4 separate regions of the Mus musculus genome follow, and all the other regions are linked to region 1. A link is a contact called in public HiChIP or PLAC-seq and promoter capture Hi-C data. All regions are on one chromosome and are shown on one strand. The core of a region is the stretch at or near the end of the contact, and the rest is flanking DNA. Distances in the headings are between cores, read along the strand shown. Region 1 holds the start of 4930552P12Rik (RIKEN cDNA 4930552P12 gene). Region 2 holds the start of Acsl5 (acyl-CoA synthetase long-chain family member 5). Region 3 has its middle 21 kb from the start of Gm31965. Region 4 holds the start of Vti1a (vesicle transport through interaction with t-SNAREs 1A).

Evidence for each region. Promoter capture Hi-C pulls out the DNA fragments that hold promoters and counts their contacts. HiChIP or PLAC-seq counts read pairs in DNA pulled down with a chosen protein or histone mark.
Region 2: a contact with region 1 is called in a promoter capture Hi-C map of liver, with 4 times the contacts expected there. The contact joins the promoter of Acsl5 here to the promoter of 4930552P12Rik in region 1. A contact is called at or near these places in 5 of 39 promoter capture datasets (cranial neural crest, embryonic stem cells, liver and 2 more) and 2 of 115 datasets of contacts at active chromatin or transcription factors (embryonic stem cells and pancreatic cancer cells).
Region 3: a contact with region 1 is called in an H3K27ac HiChIP or PLAC-seq map of differentiating embryonic stem cells, with 2.6 times the contacts expected there. The contact joins the enhancer-like site here to the promoter of 4930552P12Rik in region 1. A contact is called at or near these places in 1 of 39 promoter capture datasets (hippocampal neurons), 1 of 15 datasets of contacts at CTCF or cohesin (the NIH/3T3 cell line), 1 of 484 Hi-C or Micro-C datasets (cerebral cortex) and 5 of 115 datasets of contacts at active chromatin or transcription factors (differentiating embryonic stem cells, embryonic basal ganglia, embryonic stem cells and 1 more).
Region 4: a contact with region 1 is called in a FOXA1 HiChIP or PLAC-seq map of pancreatic cancer cells. The contact joins the promoter of Vti1a here to the promoter of 4930552P12Rik in region 1. A contact is called at or near these places in 2 of 39 promoter capture datasets (liver and stem cell-derived epiblast-like cells) and 4 of 115 datasets of contacts at active chromatin or transcription factors (embryonic stem cells, large pre-B cells, pancreatic cancer cells and 1 more).

What each region holds. Positions count from the first base shown.
Region 1 is chr19:55,698,724-55,704,597 of GRCm38.p6, forward strand. It overlaps 4930552P12Rik (RIKEN cDNA 4930552P12 gene), which reads right to left and starts at 3,481. Exons shown (of 4, transcript NR_045318.1): 1 at 3,405-3,481. It overlaps Gm41871 (a long non-coding RNA gene), which reads left to right and starts at 2,420. Exons shown (of 3, transcript XR_877940.2): 1 at 2,420-2,489; 2 at 2,890-3,010; 3 at 3,162-3,904.
Region 2 is chr19:55,250,797-55,256,670 of GRCm38.p6, forward strand. It overlaps Acsl5 (acyl-CoA synthetase long-chain family member 5), which reads left to right and starts at 2,573. Exons shown (of 22, transcript NM_027976.2): 1 at 2,573-3,370.
Region 3 is chr19:56,131,634-56,137,507 of GRCm38.p6, forward strand. No RefSeq gene overlaps it. Among named protein-coding and RNA genes, the nearest start is that of Gm31965, 21 kb to the right of the region's middle. Within about 2 kb of position 2,673, at least 44 of the 459 cell types and tissues checked have an H3K27ac peak or open chromatin away from gene starts, as enhancers often do. A contact at or near this core is called in cerebral cortex and differentiating embryonic stem cells, where this site is marked.
Region 4 is chr19:55,312,910-55,318,783 of GRCm38.p6, forward strand. It overlaps Vti1a (vesicle transport through interaction with t-SNAREs 1A), which reads left to right and starts at 3,148. Exons shown (of 8, transcript NM_016862.4): 1 at 3,148-3,635. The coding sequence starts at 3,542. It overlaps Zdhhc6 (zinc finger, DHHC domain containing 6), which reads right to left and starts at 3,127. Exons shown (of 11, transcript NM_025883.4): 1 at 2,887-3,127; 2 at 1,392-1,863; 3 at 280-371. The coding sequence starts at 1,658.

The DNA of each region.
Region 1 (5,874 bases), core at 2,231-4,730:
TGGAGCAACCTGCATCACGTGATTACAGGGGACCAGAAATCCCCCATCCTGCCCTGCGAGCTGGAGAACCGTGAAGGCTGACATCCATCAAGCCTGAACTCAAGACCTGAGAACAGAGGACTCAGGTGCGGGTCCCAGTCTAACGTCAAGAAGTCTGAGAGCTGCCACGCCCAATCCCAGTCCCAGGAGAAAATGGACAGTGAAGGAGCAGTCGGGCCCTTCCCCCATCCTGTTGGCACCTTCGGCCTCTGTAGATGGGAGAACACGACATTTATTCCTAATCTCTGACTCATGCTAGTCTGCTCTGGAGACCACCTCCTGCTGACACACCCAGAGCTATCCTAGCATCTCTTAGCCCCGTGGTGCTGACAACTGAAATTAGCCCTCACGTAAAGAGATTATGGGTTCCAAAGTTCCCTCACTCTGTAATGCTCTGAAAGCTTGCCTGCAGCCCACAGGGAAGGGGAGGAAGAACTTGGAGAACTTGAACTAAGGGCTAGCCCAAGCCACAGCACTGGTGGTGGCTTCTAGAATCTCTGTTAGGCTTTGTGTGTAGTTTTTTTGTTTGTATGTTTGGTTGGTTGGTTGGTTTTTGTAATTTTATTTTTCTCCCTGAGATATTGTCATACTTGTTTCTGTTTAGGGCATCCTCTTAGAAATATTTTGAGGGCACTGTCGAAAACACTGTATCCATGAAAATATCACACTGTGCCCATAAATATGTATGATAACGAGTCAATTAATTTTTAAAACAGGGTCATCATGGCTCAGGCTGGCCTCAAATGCTATGTGAGGCCAAGATGACCTTGTGCTTCAAGTTTAATTATGTGTATGTGTGCTTGCCTGCATTTGTGTAGGTACACCACGGGAGTGCCTGAGGGCCACGGAGTCCAAAGGAGGCTTCAGACCCTCTGGAAGGGAAGCACGGATGGTTGTGGGCTATCATGTGGGTTCTGGGAATGGAAGCCAGGCCCTCTGCAAAAGCAGTAAGTGCCTTCAGCCACTGAACCAGCTCACCAGCTCACCCCACTTCCACTTGTAATTCTCTGCCTCCACCTCCAAGGTGCACCAGCTGTGATATTGCTTGGTTTCTGTGGTGCAGAGGGTCATATTTAGGGTTCCCTGTGCAGTAGGCAAGTGCTCTGTAAACTGAGTCACATTCTCACCCAAGTGAAAATATGTTGAATTAAACCTTTGTACTTCATGTAGAAGCTCACATAACCTTCCTAAGATCCCAAAAGAGATGGGACTGTCACTGCCGTCCTCCACATACACAGCGATGAGGGTCGATTACGGGAACAGGACATGAGTCTGGAAACTTAGTGGAGGAAGGTAACCGACCATCCCAAGGTCACACAGCATGGCAGGAGATTATGAAAAAGAAACACAACCCCCATCTGTCTGACTGGAAAACAACTGGGATGTCATTGCCCAGAAAAGTCATTGCTGCCCCTCTTCTACCACTGGCTCCTGCAGCGTACCCCATAGTCCCCCTATTCTGAAAGGAGTGCTTGGAGAATGGCCTCAACCTAGGATGCTGAGCCCTTGCCTCTGCTAGGATGTTCCCTCGTTATCAGCATGGGGAATGGGTATACATGAGACTGATGGTATCAATTATACATGATCCTGGGCTAAGCCCTGTGCCCTGGGAGCTGCGTGGAGAGGTGCCTCCAACGAGAGAGCCTCTTAACTCCTTCCCTGCTATTCGGAAACTGCTTACAGCAGTGTTTGCTGCGGTTAGAGTTGATTAGAGTTGTGTTGGATGCCTCTGTCCAGGGAGTTGTTGTGTGTAGGTCTCCCTGGTGGCCTCAACTCCCTGGCCTTTACTCTCAGGCTCCTTAGCGCTGCTCCTGACTTTACACAGGTGTAAATCAGGCCATTAGCACCTTCTGCCTCAGCCGGGGAGGTGTGCCCAAAAGGGGGTTTAAAGGTGACAGGGTTGGGGTGGGGAGGAAACCTGATCATTTTAATGTTTAACCTCGGTGACAATGGGATCGGGAGCCCTCCCCACCCCCACGCAAGCAGCTTCTGTGGAGAGAGTCCATAAAATACCTCAGATAAGAGAGGAACTCAGCGGGAGGAACTGGGTGGCTAAACCACAGATCAGACTCAAGGCAGCTGAGAGAAAGCAACTCTGGAGAGAGGACATAGCCCTTTCCACCAGCCCTGTCCTTCGGCAAGTGCACCCTTCCTTAGTCTGAGAGGAGAAACCCCTAACAGTTAGTTCTGCATTCAGTGTTAAACGACTGGGAGGCGGAAAACTGAAGGGAACATAACTCTGGTTAGGACAGGAGAGAGGAGAGCCATTTCTGGTAAATAATTAACAATACAACATGTTTCCCTTAAAAAAAAAAAGTACCCAGAAGAACTTTCAACTTCTCTAATTTGGAAAGTCAAAAGTTTAACTGGGCGCCAGGAAGCTGTTGGCCAAACCCTGCTTCTTGCCCAGTCATCCTGGCAGCGTGGGAGCTGTGACCACCTCCCTCTTGGTAAGATCTGGAGTGTAGGTGGCAACAGCCGATGACATCTGGCTTCTCTGGGGTGTCCCAGGAAGAGGGTGGGACCCTCAAATCTCATCCTGGGTGTCAAAGATCCCTCTGCTAAGTGTTCCGGAACTAAGTGTGTTCTCAGATTCATGGCAAATCAAGTCACGGAGACAAATTAGGACCTGCAACATTCGTTTTAGAACTCAGTCCACTTGGGGTCTCCATTCTGATTTGTAACCTCGCCCAAGTTGCTTTCCCAGCCCTGGGCAGTTTACTTCATTATTGACCTGAGGCAAACTGCCTTCACAGAGCTGTTGCCTGACAGTGCTTGTTGTGGGGGTGGGGTGGCACGTGATGCCTGCCTGTGCGCCACGTTCTTCTGACCCCCGTTTTTGAAATACAGCCCCGAGTTTGACTGGAGCACATTCCCCATGGAATGACTGACTTACTGTCCGCACTGCCTTCCCTACTACAGTAGTGGAATTGCTCAGTGGCGATCCCAAGGCCTGCAAAGCCTAAAATAAGTAAGTATTGCTCATGACGTTGCGGTCCTCTTAGATCAGTAAAGATACAGCCGCGTGTAGATGAGGTGCTAGTTTGAGCATCTCATCCTGCCCTCGCCCTTGGTCTTTGGAAGGATGCTGCTTGCTTACTGATGTCCTCCGATGCTCACAGCTCCCGTCTCCACCCAGCGTCTAACGTCCAGAGACTTCAGGTCCAGCCTTCCCTTTGCTGTTGACAACACCGCAGCTGAGGAGGATGGAGTTGTTCGCTGTTGTTAAGACAGACTAGGTGGGCCCTGACTTTGGTGGCTACCAAATTTTCTGACAGATGTCAACCTGAGGTTCAGGAAGAAGAAACCAGAGGAACAGGTGGAAGCAAAAGAAGCCCAAAGGCAGACCCATGGCCTTGACTCACCACATAGGTCTTGGAGCCAGCCTATGGATGAGGAAAGAAGGCAGTGAGCCAGGTCTCTTCCCTGGACCGAAGTCAATAAGGCTGTGCAACAGCTTTTCTCTTCCCCAGACTTTAGACAATGAGGTGTGCAGCAGCTTTTGTCTTCCCCAGACTTCAGTCAATAAAGTGTGCAGCAGCGTTTGTCTTCCCCAGACTTCAGTCAATGAGGTGTGCAGCAGCTTTTGTCTTCCCCAGACTTCAGTCAACGAGGTTATACAGGGGACAAAGCATCAGGAAAGACTAAGAGAAACTCAAAGCCTTCTTGGAAGCAGCACTAAGTGTACCGACTCAGTAAAACTTCCCAAAGACAAAGAAAGTGGTTACATTTGGCAAATAGACAGAACCCTTCCCGTTAACTCATGCTGGCTAATAGTGTCCTTTCCTTCACCCAGTTTTTTGCCTTCTTGTTAAGGAGGCAAGAGTTCACTCAACCCACACAGCCACTCTGGAATCAAAGGTGTCCTTTCAAAGTTGTCTCACAAAGAATTGGGGATAAAAGTCTTTGTTCTTGGGTCCAGGTCGCTGGAGTATCCCAGAAGCCCTCCACTCCTGGTGGCCGGCCACCTATCTTCCCTCCCTCCTGCACGTGGCCCCATGTGCTTTCCAACAGCAGGATTCAATGTGCAAAGCAGCTATAGGAACGTGAACGGGAGTCTGGCCAGTCCTGATCACTGGTACCTCCACTTGCCCTCTCTGGTGGCATTCCTGCCTCAGATCCTCTCTTCCTGGCATTTATCCATCAACTTCAAGATCGCAAAGTCCAAACACCAGTCCCATGACACAGTCAGAAGTACCAATCTAGTTTCAGTTCCTGGCACCCACAATGAATGGTCCACAACTGCGTATAAAGTTTCAGAAGATCTGACATCCTGTGCCGACCTCTGAGAGCATCTTCACGGGTGTACACACAAATGAAGATGTGCACACACAGTGTACATGTACATAAAATTTTTTAAAATATTTCTTAAAAAAGAAAGCCGACTCTCTGGACACTATACACTGCTTTTGGTAGCATGGACGGACAGGGAATTATGTAATGGTTTTGAATGCACTGATGCTGGGTTTCCAATGGCCAGGGGCCTATGGAGTTAACCCTTTTCTCAATACTTCATATTGAGAAATGTTCTCTCTCTCTCTCTCTACCATACACACACACACACACACACACACACACACACACACACACACCTATGGATTGAACCCATGACTTTACTCATGGTATGCAAAGACTCCACTTGTACCTTAAATATAAATGGACTTTTTCATAGGATCTATGATATCTGGTAGTCAATGAGACACACTTTATAGAATTTTCTGGCATCTTTGGTATGCTCCATAATTTTTACAAGTGGCAGGGATACTGTGATCAAAAAGCTTGTGAATCCCACTACTACCATAGTCTGACTTCTGGGAACCCCACCCCATCCCACACTCAACCCAGAAGGTAGAGAGTTTCCTATTAGTTCACATTGAGGAAGCTGAAACTCACATTACTCATGGGACTTGTGTTAGTCCACTATTTGGAAGCAGCCAACCTGGGACTAAAAGCTGGTGGGAGGGTCAGCTCTGTGTCCATGTGGACGTTTCTATCAACTCGGGGTGAGAGCTTTATAGGGTCCCTAGGGGAGCTCTGTGGGCCTGTCACCTGTTCATTCAAACAACACAAGGGTGGTGTTGCCTGGCTCATTCTGAGAGTCCTTCCACCTGGAAGTACCTCAAAGTACCTCAGCCTGAGCTCAGAGTACCAATCTGCAATCACAGGTGAGAACGGGTGAGGACAGTGACAGAGGAGTCATCAGGGTGAGGAGGTCAAAGGGCCACGGCACATCTGTTCATTGTTCATTGCTTCCCGCAGATTTCACCTCTCTCTCTCTCTCTCTCTCTCTCTCTCTCTCTCTCTCTCTCTCTCTCTAATTTGGATATAATCTAGTCATATCTCAACCCTGCAGCTTTGCCAAGAAGAAATTACTTTGAGAGAAGGAGGAAACAAAGCAAGACCCTTTGCACACTGAAAGGTTGGCCCACACGCCTTCCCTCCTTCTCCCGCTAATGGCTGTCCCCGTGGCCTAGGCCAGGGCTGTGCTTTGTTCCCGGTGAAAGACACAGAAGAGCACCAGCTTAGCTCTTAAACAAATAGTGCCATTTAAACCTCTCAGCGACACCATTGGCTAAGGAGCCCCGAGAAACACAGACTCTGGCTTCTGTTGGGTTTTGTGCATGTGTTTTGTTTTGTTTTGGATATTTTGTTATTCTGTACACTTCAAAAGAGGCTTGGGTGGCCTGGGGAAGGTCTGTGTCCTTAGTTCCTTTCCCTCCCGTGTGGCTTTTGTGGACTTGCTACTTCTGCTGATTCATTGTTCTAGCTTCTGGATTTAGGCTTTCAAATAAAGAGACTGGATTTAAAAAAAAAAAAATGAATGTGGCCCAAATG
Region 2 (5,874 bases), core at 1,323-3,822, 450 kb before region 1:
TAAGTCGGGGCTCTTTAGGAAGAGATGACCTTTGAGATCTACTTTGAGGTCCAAGCACTTACGACCTGGATGAAAATCTTGCCCGTGAAGACCCCTGAGTTATTAACTTGCTAACCCCATACAGAATCGGGCAGGAAGTGGTGCTAATGCCTGACTTTGATATTGGTCTCCTGATCAGGTACATTAAAAAAATAAGCCTTTCTATACTATAGGCCTGGTACAGCGAAAGCACTCAAGCTTAACAGACCATCAGTGGCTAGCTACCCATTGGCCAGTGGGACAGCATTACAGAAGGACCAAACACAGAGCTGGACATCTGTGACCCTGCCTCAGGCCTAGGTTGTCTGCTACCTGATTATAAGGTTTTAGTGTCCTCTTGAATAGGGCTCATTGTCCTCTCCTGAGAAGTAAAATCTTGCCTGGCCTACAGAGCCTCTTATCTCTATGATGATACCTTTGTGGTCTTAATGATTTAGTAACAGTGTAGTGATGCGCACCTTCCACATGGATAGAAGGAAGAAGATAGGCTGAGTCATGAGGCAACAGCCTCTGGTGTCTCACTAGGGGCCAGTAGGGCTGCCTGGTCCCATCACCCCACACTCTCTGGCACTTTGACTTGTCTTTTGACTCACGCTCGGGGGACTTCAGGATATCTCTGTTTCTTTGCTTTGGAATCCTGGAAATATCCTGGCTTTCCTAGAAGGCTCATCTCCAGACACAAACTTCTACTCAGTCCAGATCTTATAGGCACAGCCTGAGCCGATATGGGTGACTTCCCCATTTCCTGAAGTGAAGGTGCACTTTCTCTGCCTTATTGTCTAGTCTAGCCTCTTCCTGTCTCAGACCCATAGATTGGGGGGGGGGGGGGGGAGAAAACTCCTATGCAAAGTCATACGCATGCCTGTCCCTTCCCTGAAGCTGACCTTTAAAAAGTTCCACCCCATTCAATGGCAGCTTTCTGAGCCAATTGCTCTATTTTTTTCTTCCCCCTCTTAAATCCATTGCCTAACAATCTCTTGTTTAACCTTTTGCCAAATTCTCCACTTCTGTCAGAGGTGACTCTGAGTGAGCAGGTAACTTCTACCTTTGCACCTCTATCGAAACAGGTCCAAAGGTTCCAGAGCAGCTGGCAGGACACTCAGAGCAAGATCCGGTGGCTTCAGGTGCGCCTCGTCCTGGAGCGTGGAAAGGCAGAGGCAGCTTCATGTGGTGCTGAACAGAGAGAGCTAGCTGCAAGAGAAGCCATTCCTCAACCTAGCTGCTGTGACCATTCTCAAGAGGTAAGCTGCCTTCTCTGGCCTATGGGCTAGAGGGAGTAGATAGATATGGCGGGGGAGAAAGTGAGTGTGTATTCATCTGTAACCTGACTAAAGCTCTTTCATAACAGGGGTGATAATCTCTCAGCTCACTTGTGTGGGAGGCAAAGAAAGATGTCAATTTGAAAGGAAAACATTTGAGCCACTTGACTCTTAGAAGAGGAAAAAAAAATCAAAAGAATTGGAAGAGAATGTGAGGGTATAAAGCCTTTTGTAAAGGGTAAAGTTGGAGCAAGGATGCAGGTTTCTTTCATCTTCCATTCAGAAATTCTTAAGAGGAGCCACTTAACAATTGTTGATGTCTCCGGAGGGAGGAAGGACTTCCGGGTTGTGACACTCTTAGGGTCTGGAAAGCATCCTAAAGGCAGGGTATGTGGTGACATTAGGAGCATCTCCTATAAGGGGAGTAGTATGCCTAACCCACTAGTATAGCTAGTGGTAGAGCTATAGTTGACCTAGTCTGTCTCTACGGTCTGCTCCATCGTATAGAAATCTTGGGCGATGTCAGAATCCTCCCCATGTGGGAAACATTTAGAGTGTCATTACCATGCGGTGGAACTGGATGGAAAGACAAGACAACAAGATCTTAGAATGACCCAGCCCTTGCTGAAACGGACACTTAATTCTAGAGATCCATGACGTCAAAAACAACAATTAGACTAGTTGGTGTGCTCCTGCTATGGGAGATGGGATAAAACAGGACTTAGAAACCAGAGATAGATATCCTAGATAGACATCTGAGGCTTGGCATGCACTTTCCCACCTGAGGTTTTCCTGGGGGGGGGGGGGACGCCGGGGGGGGGGGGGAGAAAAGTCTCCTGGGAAGCTGAGCTCCAAAATTAAACAAAAGCTAGAGGCACCTCTATCCGTCCTTCCCAAGGGGTCAGACCTGCAGGTCTCTGAGGTGTGGCACCGGTTTGTTTTTCCTGGTCTTTATAGCAGGGGTGGGTGGGTATGGGGTGCTCTCTGCACAAAGAAGGAATCCTAAGGTAGGCTAGCACTCTAGTGAAGTCTTCACCTTGAACTTCCTGTCAATCCTTGGAGGGATCAAGGCCGGGAAAATGCTACTTGATTCTGCGTGTCGTGAGGTTGCAGCGGGAGTGGGGGAGAGGGAGGGGGCAGAACCTGTCATCTCTCTTCCAATTCTGAGACCGAGGTCTCCTTGTGTCCCTGGGAGACCAGAACCTCAAAGGGTGATCGATTAAGACAACTGTGAACCCGGATAATGCTGAGGTGTAAGAGGGGTCACAGAACACATTTCATCCTTAAACTTGGCGGGGTGAGAGCCGGAGCTGAGCTGGTGTGTCTGCGGAAAGGGAGCCACTTCAACTGAATGGCTCTCTGCCCCCGTGGTTCCTGGCTTATTTATCTATTCTGTTGTCTCTGCGAGGTGCAGAGGTGCCTGGCTTTTTGAATCAGGGAGGTCTGGGGACTGGCGAAAGGAGCTACACAGAGAAAGAGACAGTCGTGCTGCATCTAACCTAAGGGCGGAGGTCCCTCTAGCTGGACTTTCCTGTCCTGCGAACGCAGCGGGGAACAACGTCACCTCCGTTTCTCTGGCAATGAACCCAGGGCCACCTCAACTCGTTTTCATTTGGATTTTCATCTTGGAGAAGAGCTAGTGGGACCAGCGGGAGCAGGTGGACTGTGTTGATGCAAAGGTGGCTCGTGTTTCAGCCCCTGGGGATTGAGGTTAAAGGCTTTGAAAACCGGCTAGGGTAGCTTTGGATATCTGTCTCCTCCTAGTCAAAAGCGGTTCCACTTTCAGTTGTGAAGGAGGAGGGAAAAAAAAGCCAAACCAGGAAGTGAAGTCCCCAGCACCAGCATGTCAGAAAGCCCGGCTATGGCCTGGCTGGGACAGATCAGGGCAGGGCAGAAGTGGGGCCACTAGCCAGGCTGCCTGCCTGCCTGCCTGCATGGACGCTCTGAAGTCACCCTGCCCGCGGAGAAGCCCGGGGTGAGGAAGGGAGGACCGAGGCTCTCCTGCCAGCAAGAAGCCGGAGCCAGAAAGCCTCACTCGGAAGCTCCAAGGCGTGCGTGCGGCCCTTCCCAGGGTAAGGGATCTGGAGCCGGGTGTGATCCTAGGACGGGGCTCCTGCACGCGTGACAGAGGCATCCCAAATCCCTCCTCCCTGCCCACTTCAGGAAGCTGCTTGGAATTCAAAGCTTGCTGTGCCTCCACGTGTGCGCGCCATGCTCTCTCTGCCTGGGAGTGGAGGGCTCCTCTGCATCAGGAGGGATGAGGGGAAGGAGGAAGAGGACACAGGGAGGGACTTTCTCTTAAGGGGTGGAATACAAGCAGAGACCTTTTGGCAGACCCGAGCACGTGGCGGCATAGCTCCCTGGGGTGGGCTGGGGGGTGGGGGTGGGGGGTTAACCCTGATTTTCACTGAGTTTTGACTCCCTCTGATGGTAAGAGCTAAGGAATCAGTCCAAAGAGATGGAGATACAGGCCGAATGAAGCTGGGTCTCTTTTCAGAGCTATAAACACTGGTTAGACCTAAGATGCTCTTAAAGGGTTTTGGGAGCCTTGAAAAGGGGCTGCAGGAGCTGGGCTTTGATACCTCCTAGTGGTATCGCCCCTCCCCCTCCCCTTTGACAGTCTAGTCTGAATGGCAGGGTTGAATCTAAACTTCCTACTTACAGTTGATTGGTGCCTTGTAAGAGGCAGGGTCTAAAATAAAATAAAGCATTGGTCAGGTTTAAAAACTGGAGATAGAAGGCAGTGGATTCTGACCCCGCCCTCTGTGTGCACATGGCAGTTATTTCAGGTAATTTTAGAATTCACCTTGGAAGGAACAGTATAAAATCTTGTGAGCATCACTCATGTGTCCGTCTCTACCAATGAAAGGCACAATAGACTAAATAAAACAATAGCTGTAAATGCAGGCGCTTTGAGAAAAGCAGGTAGCTTACTTAGGCAGGCGAAGTAGCTGGTGTATTTATGGGATATTGGTGTTGGAGACACTAGAAAAAATTGCAGCTCCTATAACCCAGAGAAGCATATTCAATTTAATTAAAAAAAATACTGTTCAGATAAACGAAATTTCAGCCAAGCTATATTACAATTTTATTTTATTTTATTTATTTATTTATTTTGAAACTGATTTTTCACTTTACTTCTTAGGCAGGTGGGGCTGGCCATCTGCCTGTCTCAGCTGCCCAAGTGCTGGGGTTATATGCCTGGGTATATGCTAGTTATTTAGGGCAAAGATACCTTCCACAATATCAGTGTGCCTCTGTGCACCTCAGTGCTACCTCACAGTGAAGAGGCACGTCCTGGGACAGTATGCTACAGAAGGGCAGAGAACTGAGTTCACTGCCAGCACATAGTAGATATCATATTTGAGCAAGATGTTGTTTTGAGGTGGGTGACTTCTCTATTTAATGGTTAAAAAAAAGTGTCAGAGAGGTGACACCCTACCTTCCCATGTTCACAAGGCAAGCAGGTTGTCAATTGTATTGGAACTATAAGCAGTCTGATGCTTTCAAAAATAAAACATTTACAGTTTTATTTTTAAAGCCCATCCTTCACTCACTTTTAGGATAAAGCCTTTCTTTGGATAGCCTAAAAATTGAACTTGTAAAAAGATGTTCCTGTGTGACATTCTGGGTACCAGATTGAGCTCATATGGTCATCCTCTCTTTGAGATTTTTTTTTTTTCTGGAACTAGGAATATGAAAATGCTGCTGTCGTTGGGGAATACCTTGCTTGGAATCTTATGGGGACTTTTATTTTGAATTTCAATAAAACCCTATGGAGCAGATTCTTGGTAGAAAAGTGAGGCTTAGAAAGAAAGACATGCCGGGCGTGGTGGTGCACGCCTTTAATCCCAGTACTTGGGAGGCAGAGGCAGGTGGATTTCTGAGTTCGAGGCCAGCCTGGTCTACAGAGTGAGTTCCAGTACAGCCAGGGCTACACAGAGAAACCCTGTCTCAAAAAAGAAAAGAAAAAAGAAAAGAAAAGAAAAGAAAAGAAAAGAAAAGAAAAGAAAAGAAAAGAAAAGAAAGAGAAAAAGAAAAAGAAAAGGAAAAAGAAAGACATCCAAAACATCATGGATGGTTGGATGTGGAATCTGAACTTGGGCTCACTTCATTCTGAGGATGATCTGTTCTTCAACGAGACTCTTCTGATGAGTCTCGCTTCCTGCGTGGGCCAAAGAATAAAAAACTGGCAGATGTTTACTCTTCTGAAAATCCTCCCAACTCAAATCTGTGAAGACAAAATGTAGACAGACTAGTTGTCAGGGGCTGGGAGGATAGTGGGAGGGGCAGTGACTGCCTCACACGCTCAGGGGTTCCTTTCAGTGTGACGAAAATGTTTTGGAATTAAATAGACGAGTCAGCGGCACATCGTGGTGAATGCGCTAGAGGGTTCACTTTAGAATGTTTAATTTTTTAAAAGGAAGTTCATCTTAAAAAAAGAACAAGAAGAGGAGGGAGCAACTTCTCCCACCTCCAGGCAGAAGAGCTCTCAGGCCCAGGATTAGCAGTATTTTAAAAATCACAAGTATATTACCTGTTACTCTGTCACATTCTTGTGCCTAGCCGATGCACT
Region 3 (5,874 bases), core at 1,423-3,922, 430 kb after region 1:
GTGCCTAATTACAGGATGATCAATTAACAGCAGGCCTTTAAAAACTAGGAAGCCAGTTTTGATAACGAACAGATTTGAAGGGACCAGATGACAAGGTCCTCTTCAACTAAGTCCCACCCACGCCAGCCGTGTCTTTGTTTGGATTTGGCATTCATTTTAGAAACTGTAAAACACAACATGCCAAATTGGTTGATTGGAAATAGTGCCGCTTCCCAGAGGCCAACAATCTGCTGTCTCACGCAAGAGGAGAGAAGTTGTTAGAGAAACCTGTGGGAAGAAATGGGGCCTCTGTGAGCTGGGGTGACACAGGTCCAGGGCACACCTTGGTGAAACACCTCAGCGTTCCATTCTCTGTTGTGTGTCCGTGAATTCACTCAAGTGCGTCTGCTTCTGCTTATTGTATAATTGCCTCTGCCTTTTAAAAGGGGGCGCATATATATATATATATATATATATATATATGTATATGTATTTAATCTGGGACATTGCCTTTTAAGCTGAAGTTATATAGAATATTCTCCCTTAAAGTGGAGATTGGCCATTTTAAGTAATCGAGTTAAATTTTCCTGAAGGGATAATGAATTGTTAAGGACTTTAAGAACTCAACAACATCCAATTTGCAAGTTAAAAGGGAGGAAAGGAAGGAAGGAGGGAGGGGAGGAAGATGGACGGACGGACAGACAGACAGACAGAAAGAAGGAAAGAAAGAAAAGGGAGGGAAAGAAGGGAGGGAAAAGGAAGGGAACAGAAAGAAGGGAAGCAGAGAGAGGAGAGGGGTTGCTTTGTGATTTTGAAGTCGGAGAAGCCCAGAAGAAACACTTAGCCTTTCCTTAAATAATAAATACTGTCTGCTAAGTTGTTGAACTTTAAATCCTATGATAAAGTGGTACTTGCAGAGGCTGTACACAATCAGAGTAAACAGTTTTGTTCCCATGGGATTTCTGCGTAAGAGATAGGAAAGATTGCCTTGGCAGAGCATTGTCTAATAACATACAGTAGCCACCTTCTTAGAGCACTGCAATTTTTAATTCTTGAATCACATTTTATGAAAATTGTTAGCGAGCAGGGTTCGACACGTATAGTCTCAACGCGAGCTGACTGTTCATTAAAAGACTTTACATCATAGAGAGCAGCTTAATGGGAATTGAAACAGCTCCTGTTTTTAAGGGGAGCACTAGCTAGTAGGAATGTCCCCCCTCCCCCATAAGCATTCAGAATTACCTTCTGGCTAAACAGTGAGTCGGGAGAAAAGGAAAAGAAAAAAGGGAAAAACAAAAACAAAAGAAAAAACAAAAGACGAGGACTTTCAGCCAAGACCCCATTGGCAGGTGAATAGGATTTGGAACAGCTCAGAATTTGAGCTTCTGGTGTTTTGTGAGCTACTTGGTCTGGTTTGCTTTATCCAGGAGTGCTTCTAGATTTTAAAGCATCCTTGCTTGTTGCAAAGATAAATAAATAAACATCCAGGCATTCAGGGAGAGTTTGACTTCACTTTCTCTTTTCCTCATTAGCGTCTGTTTGGATCTCCTCCTTGCCCCTTCGAAGCTTTTCTGCTGGAAGCTGATGCTTTTTAGAAGAGAAGGAAACGCAAAACAAACAGGAGTTTAGAAGCAAGCATCCTTGCACCTTGGGTTGGGTGGGGCTTCCTGTGAATGTATTTAGAAAGGAACACAAGTCTTTCTTAGCCAGCATTTATGAGGCCCTACCACTGGGGCCACTGGTAATGAGAAAGAGGCATGGCTTTGATTTACTATTGTCGTTTAAATAGATTTAAATCCACTGAAATGGTTTTGTTCCAATTCTTCTATCCATTTTTTCTCAGTTCACCGACTTCTCAAAAAAGCCTTTCCCAGTGTTCCTGACAGTTCCCTGCTCTGCAGAGGCGACTGGGTGAGAAAGTTTTGTGCTTTTTTTTTTTTTTTTTTTTTTTTTTCTTTGTCTTGCTTTTCCACTCCTGCAACCCTCTGAGGCCCCAGGGAAATCCTTAGTGTGCACTTGGCCAGTATGGACCGATATAAATAAAATACAAATCAAAGGCATCGTTTCGCTGGCTCCTTTAGGTTTCTAAGGCAGAAAAAAACGTTCTGATCACTGAAGCCATTTCAGGGCCCGAAATTAGAAAGTAATAAAAAATATCACACTCTCCCTGGTGGGCAGTGCATTTAATTGGCTCCCCAGCAGGGGTCCAGCTCTTGAGTCAGAAGTGCTTACTGTGTGGATCCCTGCTTTGGAAGGACTACATGCAAACACTACCAAACAAGTTTTTTTTTTTTTTTTTTTTTTTTTTAAATCAGCAAATGAAAACAGGAACACCAAAGGGAAATTCAGAGATGGCTGGAGAAGTGCTGTAGAGCGCAAAGGAAGAAAGATGCACGTATTCTGAATTTATTTAAAAATTACCTACATGGGATAAGAGGGTAACTTTATATGTTTAAGTCCTTTGGGATCCTCCCTATGACCCCATTTGGAATCTTTTAAACTCTAGCAACATGATGTTTTTACATAGAAAATCGACCACGTTCGAACACTTCTGGATGTTTGAGGTTTGCCTTTTAAAAGCTGATTTTTGGGTCACTCCTAGCCTAAGCAGGACACTCTTGACGCTAGAGGAGGGATCTGGACGCCCGGAAGGGTTAGGATGGTCCCCAGCTTCCAACGACTGCAGACCTTACAGCCTGGTGCTGTGCTGCCACCTTCTGTCCCAGCTACTGCGGCGAGAGGCAGCTCCGCTCTGAGCTGGTTCCTTGAGCTTTCAGTGAGGCAGGTTCCATGGATCCTGCCTGTTCCCAAAGCTGAAATGTCGGCTCCAGGCCTGGGGTTTGGCTTCTTGTAATGGCCGCTTTCAGAACAAATATTCAGCTTGCCTCCTTTCTCTGCCTCTTCCTTCCCGCCCCGTTCCAGATCTGGAAGTTTCCACAGGTAGGAGAAATGGAGATGAAAGGGAAAGAAAGGCAAGGCTTTTTTTGCTTCAAACGCTGCAGATGCCTGTCTATATCATTGAGCTGAGTGAGATGGAGGAGCAAGGAAGGGGCCTTGACAGGCAGGGCCAGATCTAGCGCCCCGGGAGAGGTATTCCCAGGAATGAGCCATTGGTTGAGATATTTAAAACTTAAGTGGACAAAACATTAGACCCTTCCCCACAGGGAACAAGGCTACAGTGGCTCTAGGGACCTAACCCTGGTGAGCACAAAGCCCTTCCCAACTCTACTTTTTTTTTTTTTTTTTTTTATGATTTCTCAATTGACTTCCCATTCTATAAAAAGTATTATGTTTCTGCTGAAAAAATCCAACGGCTCTGACATTCGGTCTGAGGTCAGGCTGGCTTCAACACAGTTTCATTTCTGTGGAGCATTAAAATGCCCCTGTATCTACTTTCTTTGAGCAAAGGGCAAGTGAATTCACATAATTAAACCTATAAATACATATTTTAGACAGGAGATTGGGGGGATCCTTCCTTGACTACCGGCCAAAGCATGATGCTCAGAGTACCTGGGACCTGCCAGGGGGTCCTTGGCAAACCCCCAGCCACTCCTGACCCACCAGTTTTAATTTGCTTGTCTCACTGGTCAGGGTGGCGGTATCCAATGTCCATTTTGAAGCTCAGGGCAAGACTGTGAGGCCGGAAGAGTTAACTTAGTTTGCCTTCCTTGCCACAGTTCCCTGGGTAGATTTTATGTTCTATACTAGATAGCAAAAGACAAAGAGAGCGGGGAAGAGGCGACATATGTCACCTTGCTTAGAGGATCTTCTCTGGGGTGGCTTGGTTCTGCTATGAAGCTGATCACAAGGTGCCCATTAATTGCCAGGAATTGAGTTTGGACCCAGTGGGGCAAAGTGGAATAAGCCCATTAGGAGAAATCTCTCCAGAACTTTGAACTGTTCTCAGGGAAAAGTTTAAAATCCCACACTCTTTAAGACATCACGTGACTTGGCCCCATCCTATGCCTGCCCTCGAGGCTCTGAGGCTCCTGAAGGCTGGGCCTCCTCTCCTATCCTTGGGAACTAAGTATTGTATTCTTCAGAGCCTGCCTGTGTGCTCAGCCCAAATCCACGGAGCCTCCTCCCCAGCCCTCTCACCTCATCAGCCTGTCTCCTCATCTTCCAGTTCCCAGCTAAGAAGTCACATGTAGAGGGAAGGCTTCCCAGAACTTTGAGCCTGGGTCAGGCCTCTGGAGCGTTTCTTGGCTCCCTTGGCTCTGGTCCCACCAGAACACATGTCATAAAGACAAGACAGGAGGCCAAAACTGGTAACACACTGTTGGCCTCCTCGAGAGAAATGCTCAGACCAAGCAGGCACCTCGCTCGCACTGTTTGTAGGCCTTGCTCCCCAGGCCTTTTACTGAGTTGTTACTGATGCTGTAGCTCTAGGGTGGGTTGGTTAGTAGTAGGCTGGATTAGCAAAGTTCATCACTCAGGTAAGGCAAAGGGCAGCTCTTGCAGAAATAGCAGTGGCAGGCTCCACCTGGAAGGGCTTCCTACAGGAAGTAATTTCCCAAAAAGAAAGATTTTTTAAATTATTTTATTTTGTGGAGAAGGTTCTCTGGGCAGTTTCCACAGAGCATGCCCCTGAGCACCGGACCGTTGTTTCCATGTCTTAGGATGAAACAATGCATAGCTGTGGTAAGAAATCTAAGCTGTATGGAGCTGTAAAAGACTAAGATATCAGTGCCTCTCTTAGCTTCCACACAGTCTGCGCTGTGTGGGGAGCCGTTAGGAGCCCTGTTGTGTTTTCTTCCCCCTCAAGATCATTATTATTAGTAGTAGTACTTTTTTACAATCTTTGCCCCAAGTCGTGGGCAAGAGGTGTTTTATTCCACACAAAAAGGGTGTATTGATAAAGTCCCTGGAAGGGGCTGAAGTCCTTTTACTTAGCTGGGGCTCTTGGGCAAGTATGGTGGTGTTTGTAGTCAGTGTTTGTGTCCTATGAACCATGGGTGATTCAGTAAGGCTGCTGTGATCTATCTAGCACATCTCCCCGCTCTAGGCAGTAGAGGTCTCCATCCCATGACACCCATGTTACAGGAACCGAGATTACTGGGTCTGTCACTTAAGACATACCAGGAGAGCCTAGTCGAGTGGAAAGTCTAAGTGATTAAGATGCATTTATGCCCAATCATTCCTAAGCCATATGGCTTCGTTAGGGGTTCTATTGCTGTGGTAAAAAAACAAAAACAAAAACAAAACAAAACAAACAACAACAAAACACCCCATTGTGGCCAAAAGTAACGTGGAGAGAAAAGAGTTCATTCTAACTTAAGCTCTCAGGTCACAGTCATCAGTGAGGGTCGTCAGGGCAGGAACTGAAAGAGGGAACGCCATAAGCAGAAAGTGAAGCAGAGGGACAGAGAGGAACGCTACTTACTGGCTTCTTTTCCACAGCTTGCTCGGTGTTCTTTCTTACACACTCCAGGACCACCTGCCCAGGGTGGCACGGCCTTCTAACATCAATTAGTAATCAAGAAAATAAATGCCCACAGACTTGCTAACAGGCAAATCTGATGGAGGCATTTTCTTCATTGATGTTCCTCTTCCCGGGTGACTCTGGCTTATGTCAACGTGACAGAAAGCTAACCAGGATAGCATACAAGATCTTTTATGTCATATTCTCTCTTCCCTCCTCGCCGTCTCCATGGACTAGCTCCAGGTGTCCTTACTGGGCATTAGAGATGAAGGAACCAAGATTCCGTGGGCAGAGCCAAGAGTGGCAATTGCTACTGATGACTATGGCCAAACTATCTGAGAAAACAACGTAAAGGAAGGGATTATTATTGTGGTTCCTGGTTTTGGAGGTGTCAGTCCCATTGTAAGGAGGTGTGCCACAATAGAGCAATTCACTCCATGCTAGCCAGGAAGCAGAGGGAGGGGATTTAGGAA
Region 4 (5,874 bases), core at 1,898-4,397, 390 kb before region 1:
GTAGCTGAATAAGCAAGGAAGAGCAAGTCACTAGACAGCACTCCTCAGTTTCTGGTTCAAGCTCATGCCTTGGCTTTCCTTGACAATGACTGTAACCTGAAGCCAAATAAACTCTTCCCTCCCCCAACATGGCTTTGGTCAGTGTTTCATCCCAGCAACAGAGAAGTAAAATAGGACAGTTTTAGGGAACAGAAATGGATTCTACTGTCACAACAGGAAATACAACAAAAAGAGGAGAAACCAAGTGGATCAGGTCCAGTAAACAGAAAAGTCACTCACCTGTTACACTTTCTGCAATGGTGTGAACGTGGCGCCTTGTATGCTTGGCAGACTTTACAATACTGGAGATACATGCTATCCTGAGACTTTTCCTTGATAGAAAGGGAGGCATGTCAGTTACTTGATCCTAAATGGTAGCAAGTTGGGCTTTATGAAGGAAGGCCCTAGAGTGCTTTATATTTCTGTTATGGATGAAGGGGAAGGGGGCCAGTAACTTGCATTTTCAACGCCTGCATTTGCACTAACATATTTTAAGTGATAAACTGTAAGGACGGCTTCATTCTACAGATTTCTCAGAGATTATTTTTCTTTTCTTCTCTACACAACCCGAATCCAGTGTCAACTGGTTCTACGAAAGGAGACTTAGGTCCTCCCACTCTTAGTGGGAGCTGCTTTAGATAACCTGACCAGGACTCCACAGTGAAGTAAGAGGTGACACTTTCTGAAATTTCCCCCTCATACAATTACTGCCCTTGTCACCTTTTCTCTTTGGGTCATTTCAGGAACTCCCTAACTGGTCATTTTCTCTCATTTAAATCTCTGTATTATCAAAATATTGTTCCTATATTGCCCTCTGCCAGGGCTTTGCCTAAAACATCTAGACATCCCTGTGGTGCAAGCAGCTCCCATGGATTCTGAGCTAGTTGCTCCCCCCCACCACCAGTTTTTTTTTTTTTTTTTTTTTGCAGTTATACAAGGCTCTTCAGTTTCTGGATATGTTTTCCAACATGTTCTCCGCCTGAGGCGCTGTCCTCCCTTTCTTCTTTTCTGGAAACTTGCTATATTGACCAGGTGGGCCTAGCTCACAAGATGACATGTCCCTGCCTCCTCAGTGTGGAGATTAAGGTATGGACTACCACATACATCCTTTAAACACCACCACCAACAAACCCCCAAAGAACAAGTCTTCAATTGCTTTGGAAATCGCTAACATAGATCATTATTTTCAAATAGACACAAGTTCTACACATAAGTACTCATCAGTCACTGGAGTAGCACCAGTGTCACCTAGGACAGAGGCTGATTAGGTAAAAACCAAAACGTTATCATAATGGCAAACTAAACATAAAAAAATTATGCAAAGGTCATTGTCAAATGGATCTTTTTCTTACCGGTTTCCACCCCCGAGGGACGAAGCCAGGACCAGCAAACATGGCATTGAAGTAATTATAAAGAATCATGACGGTCCAATTTATCAACATGATGAAGTTCACACTTCCTCCAGTTGTATGTAAGGGCCAATACCACAAGACAGAGTCGATCATGGCCATTGTGGAACATATTGCTATAACACCCAGGGCTATGATGGGACCCCAATGACACAGTCTCCTTAAGTCTTGAAGATTTTCAAACTTGATTACTGAGCAGAATATGCCCATCTTGGTGAAGAATGACTTCTTTCTTCTAAAGAACTAGAGATCTCCTTTTCCTGTGCACACATTTCTGTGTGCAACAAGTCCATGTGTGTGCCTGAGCTGTCATGCCTTTGGCTGAAGGGTCACTGAGGTGGGGTATGTCATTTTCAGTTGTGGCCTCCAGAACTCTGTATCTCACAGGAGAATATAGGTTGATTTGAAACACAGCCTAAAGAAAACAAGATGGGAAAACTCCGTTTAGAAAGTCCATATGCCATTTATTTAATATTTAACTCCAAGGAGCACTTGACTCAGCACCTCGAAAGCACACTAGTGTGGAGTTCACCTCTTATCGAGAACAAAAATAATTACTTTGGACCTATCCAGAATACAGTCCGAGCTTGAAGTGCACGAAAACCGGACATATTAAACAGTTTTCCTCTTCTGTTCAAAGTGCCAGAAAGGATCGACTACTCCTAGCTTAGTGGATCGTTAGAGAGAACAAAGACTTAGGGAGCTGAGAAGCAGGGTCTTATCTAATTATCACGTATCTAATTCTTCCTAGAACAGAAACTGGCTTAGAGAGACTGTGATTATATCGACCGACCAAGGTCACAAGTAACAGCTAAGTCCAGAATAGAAGCACCAAACTTCTTTTTTAGGACGTTCTAAACTGCCTCCCAACGAGTTGTGAATTAACTGTGACATGCTCTACGCATATAATACTTTGTGTATTAATAACTGGGCACTTGTTCTCCCAAGCGCCAACATTAGCAATCGATCGGGGTTAAAGGTACAGGAAGAAGGGTGAGATTAAAACGAGAAGGCCGCATGTGTGTGCGCGAAAAATCACAACTGAAGCAGTGCACGAGAACGAGCACAGAGTGGATTTAAGCGGGCGGGGGGGGGGGGATAATTCCCTCCGGGGCCGAGGGAGAAGGGAAGAAGGCACGCACGGGGAATAGTTGTAGACCTGAGTTCTGAATGGAGTGAAATGAGCCGGGAAAAGACCTATGACACATGGGTATGACGTATGCGTAACGGATTCCCACGGAGCAGATGCGCCAGCCCGGTCGGTGCCTGCCTCAGTTTCCCGCCCATGTAGTGGTGCGGGATGCTCTGGGATCTTCACTCACAGGACAAACGTCTTATTAAGCGAGGTCTGGGCTCGATATTTTGGAGATGCTGGGTCGACTAGGTCGAGGCGAAGACCGCCTCGTAAGCGGGTTGCACCCCCTGCGGTGACTCCCACCTCAGTCTGGTCTCCGGTGCCCGCTCCACAGCCATCGCATTTCCGGGACGGCCCGGGCTCAGCGGAACAGATTTTCTCCTCCTTATAGCTCTGTCATGAGCGCTTCAGTCTGAGCAAGCCGAATGCGAACCCTGACGGCGAGACCTGCGCGGGGAACTCGGACCCGCGCGTCTCTGGTTCACGCGGCCGCCGTGAGCCTCCCGCTCGGGTCCTCGGCGCAAGCTCCGCCACAGCCACTTCCGGTCGGTGCGCGGCGTCAATCTTCCCTCGGAAAGCCCGCGCCTGCAACTTAGAGTTTGGGGGCGCTCCAGCCGTTTCTCTGGAGCTGCAGTGTGGGGGACGTGTATTCTGTGATACCCGAGAGCATGTGGGCTTTCGTAGTCTTTTTTTTTTTTTAGGGGTCACCGAAAGTGAACTTTTTCTTTAGTTTTACGTTCGAAGATTTGGGTGGAAAGGAAAAGGCGCAGGCAGCGCAGTTTCCGGAGGACAAGGACTGCGTAGAGCAACCAGGAAGCGGCAGGGCTGGGAGTTGTTCCCGGTTCCCGCTGTGCTGTGGAGACTTCTTCACAGGGTCCCTGCGCCGAGGCCGGGCGCCCTTGGCGAGTCCCGCTCTGAGCGCTAGAACCCGGCTCCGGCCGGCCGTGCCCGAGCTGCCATGTCTTCCGACTTCGAAGGGTACGAGCAGGACTTCGCAGTGCTCACTGCTGAGATCACCAGCAAGATTGCAAGGGTCCCTCGGCTCCCTCCCGGTGAGTACCCTGCCCGGCCGGGCGGGGGCGGCCTGGAGAGCCGGGGGCCGCGGAACGCCGCCTGGGCACGCGGGGCTCGCTGGCGCGAGGCTGCTGTGGGTGGTGCTGGCGGCCCGGGGAGGGGTGCGTTCTGGGTAGTAGGTTGTGATTGGCATTAAATGTGCTTCAAATGCAAAGCACCTTCTGCGTGGAAACCATTTTGGGGGGGTGGCGCCTGTTTCCTACCCCACCGCTTTTTAAAAGCTTGTATAGCCTTGGAAACATTGCTCTGCATCTTGATTTCTTCTTTTTTCCTTTTCTTTTTTTTTTTCTATCTTTTTTTATCTTTTGTAAAATATGAGTATTCAAAGGAACTGTGTGAAAGTATCAAGATTGTGGATCTGTAAATGCAGCAGCAGCGTTGTCGTTTTAGTCAATAATTCTGTTATCCTTATTCGTGGCACACTAGAATGACGAGCTAGGATGCCTGAATTCAAGTCTAACCCTTGCCACTTAGAAGTTGTCTCCTAGGCAAGTTTTCGTTATCCTTCAAAACTTCCTTCTTGGTTCGAGAGACTCGTACCTCTCTCAGGGCGGTTGTGAAGATTAACTGATACGCAGCTGTGAAGCCCTGTGTCTTAGCTCTTGTTAGGATTCCTATTTTTCAGACCTCTGCCCTGATTCTGTGATTCTCATCTTTCTTGGGTATCTATAACCCAGTTTTATATGAAACTTCGTACAGGACAACTTTGCTCACTTTTACAATTCAGCATCCTCCAGGTATTACCCTGCATGCTAGGTTGTCAACAGTGGGAAGGTGGGAGCCTTGTCTGATTTTCTTGACATTTCTTTTCTAAGGGCTCAGATTTTTTTTTTTTTTTTTTGTGAATAAGCAAGGGATTGTTATATAATACTTTGTGACTTATAAGATAGTGTTTTAGGATTTTTTCTTTAAGTACAGATTTAATTTGAGTAGTTAGTAACAGACAAATTGTGAGTTTTATTTATTTATTGGCTCAGTTTCGTTAGGGAAATTGAATGATCACTGGGCTGCTGAACTTGCCTCTACTCCAGCTCTGGAGCATACTGTGTAGAAGAGATGATTCTCATTGGTCTGCAGAATTGTGGGTATCTTCACTTTCTTACCTGGTCAGCCCCAGGCCAAGATGACAGCAGTAACTTCTCTTGAGTCTAAGTTGTTCCTCACCCCCTGTCCAGAATTTCCCCCAATCTTTATGTTTATAAATAATTTTTCCCTTATCACCCCTCCCTGTTTTCTGTTACTAGGGATATTTGCTTGAAGCCAGGACCCCTGAGCCTCCATCCCACTTACCTCCTGAAGTCTCAGTTAGCTCGGAAGGAGGTGAATGATGTCTTAAAGAGGCTTATGAGTTCAAGGAAGGGAGCAAGGGGAGAGAACCAGTGTAGCGTATACCATGGAGCTGTGTTGCCTCAGAGATTTTTACAAAAAAAATCTGATGGAAGATGGCCTCCTGCCTTCATGATACTTCACTTCACCTCTTCTCTTCAGTCCCACTTGTCTCCATTGCCCAAGATCATCTTGATTTTGTTGCCGTTGTTGTCTGAGACTCGTGCCTTTGAATTGAGTCCCAGAGCCTCAGTACCAGGATGTGCAGTCGCGGTTGGATTTTGCTCATTTTGAATTTTAATATTTTGTTTGTTTTTTAGCAGTAGAAACTTTTTTTTAAATATAATTTGGGCAAATAGCTTTATTATTGAGAAACTGTTTTACAAAGTAATATTGTCCTGAATATAAAGTTTTGAAGACTCTTTCTAAGAAAATAGATTTTGTTACAATTGATTTTCTTGCCTTTGTGTTTAAAATTTTTACTACATATAAGGAAACAGTTGAATTATTTTAAAAAATAAAGATGCTATTATCCCTGTCCTTACACTTAGTGTAATGTGAGACCCACACACAGCAACCATGTTTCATTTGAAAGGAGGTTGTCTTGTTGGCACTGTGGGGGGAAAATGTATATTTATTTGAATAATTAAATGATTCTTGAAAACACAGTGGTTTTCTTGTTAATGTGCTTGCTCCCTTTTTAACTTGCTCCTAATTGATAGAAAAAGATATTTTTCCATGAATTTATGAACTAACAGGAATTGATACTATAACCATGACAAGAGCAGTATCCTTGCTATGGGATTATATAGTTACCAATAATTATATTGTTAACATAATTACTGTAACTAAAAGATCCCACAGCATCATAATGGTTGTGTCACTCAGCTG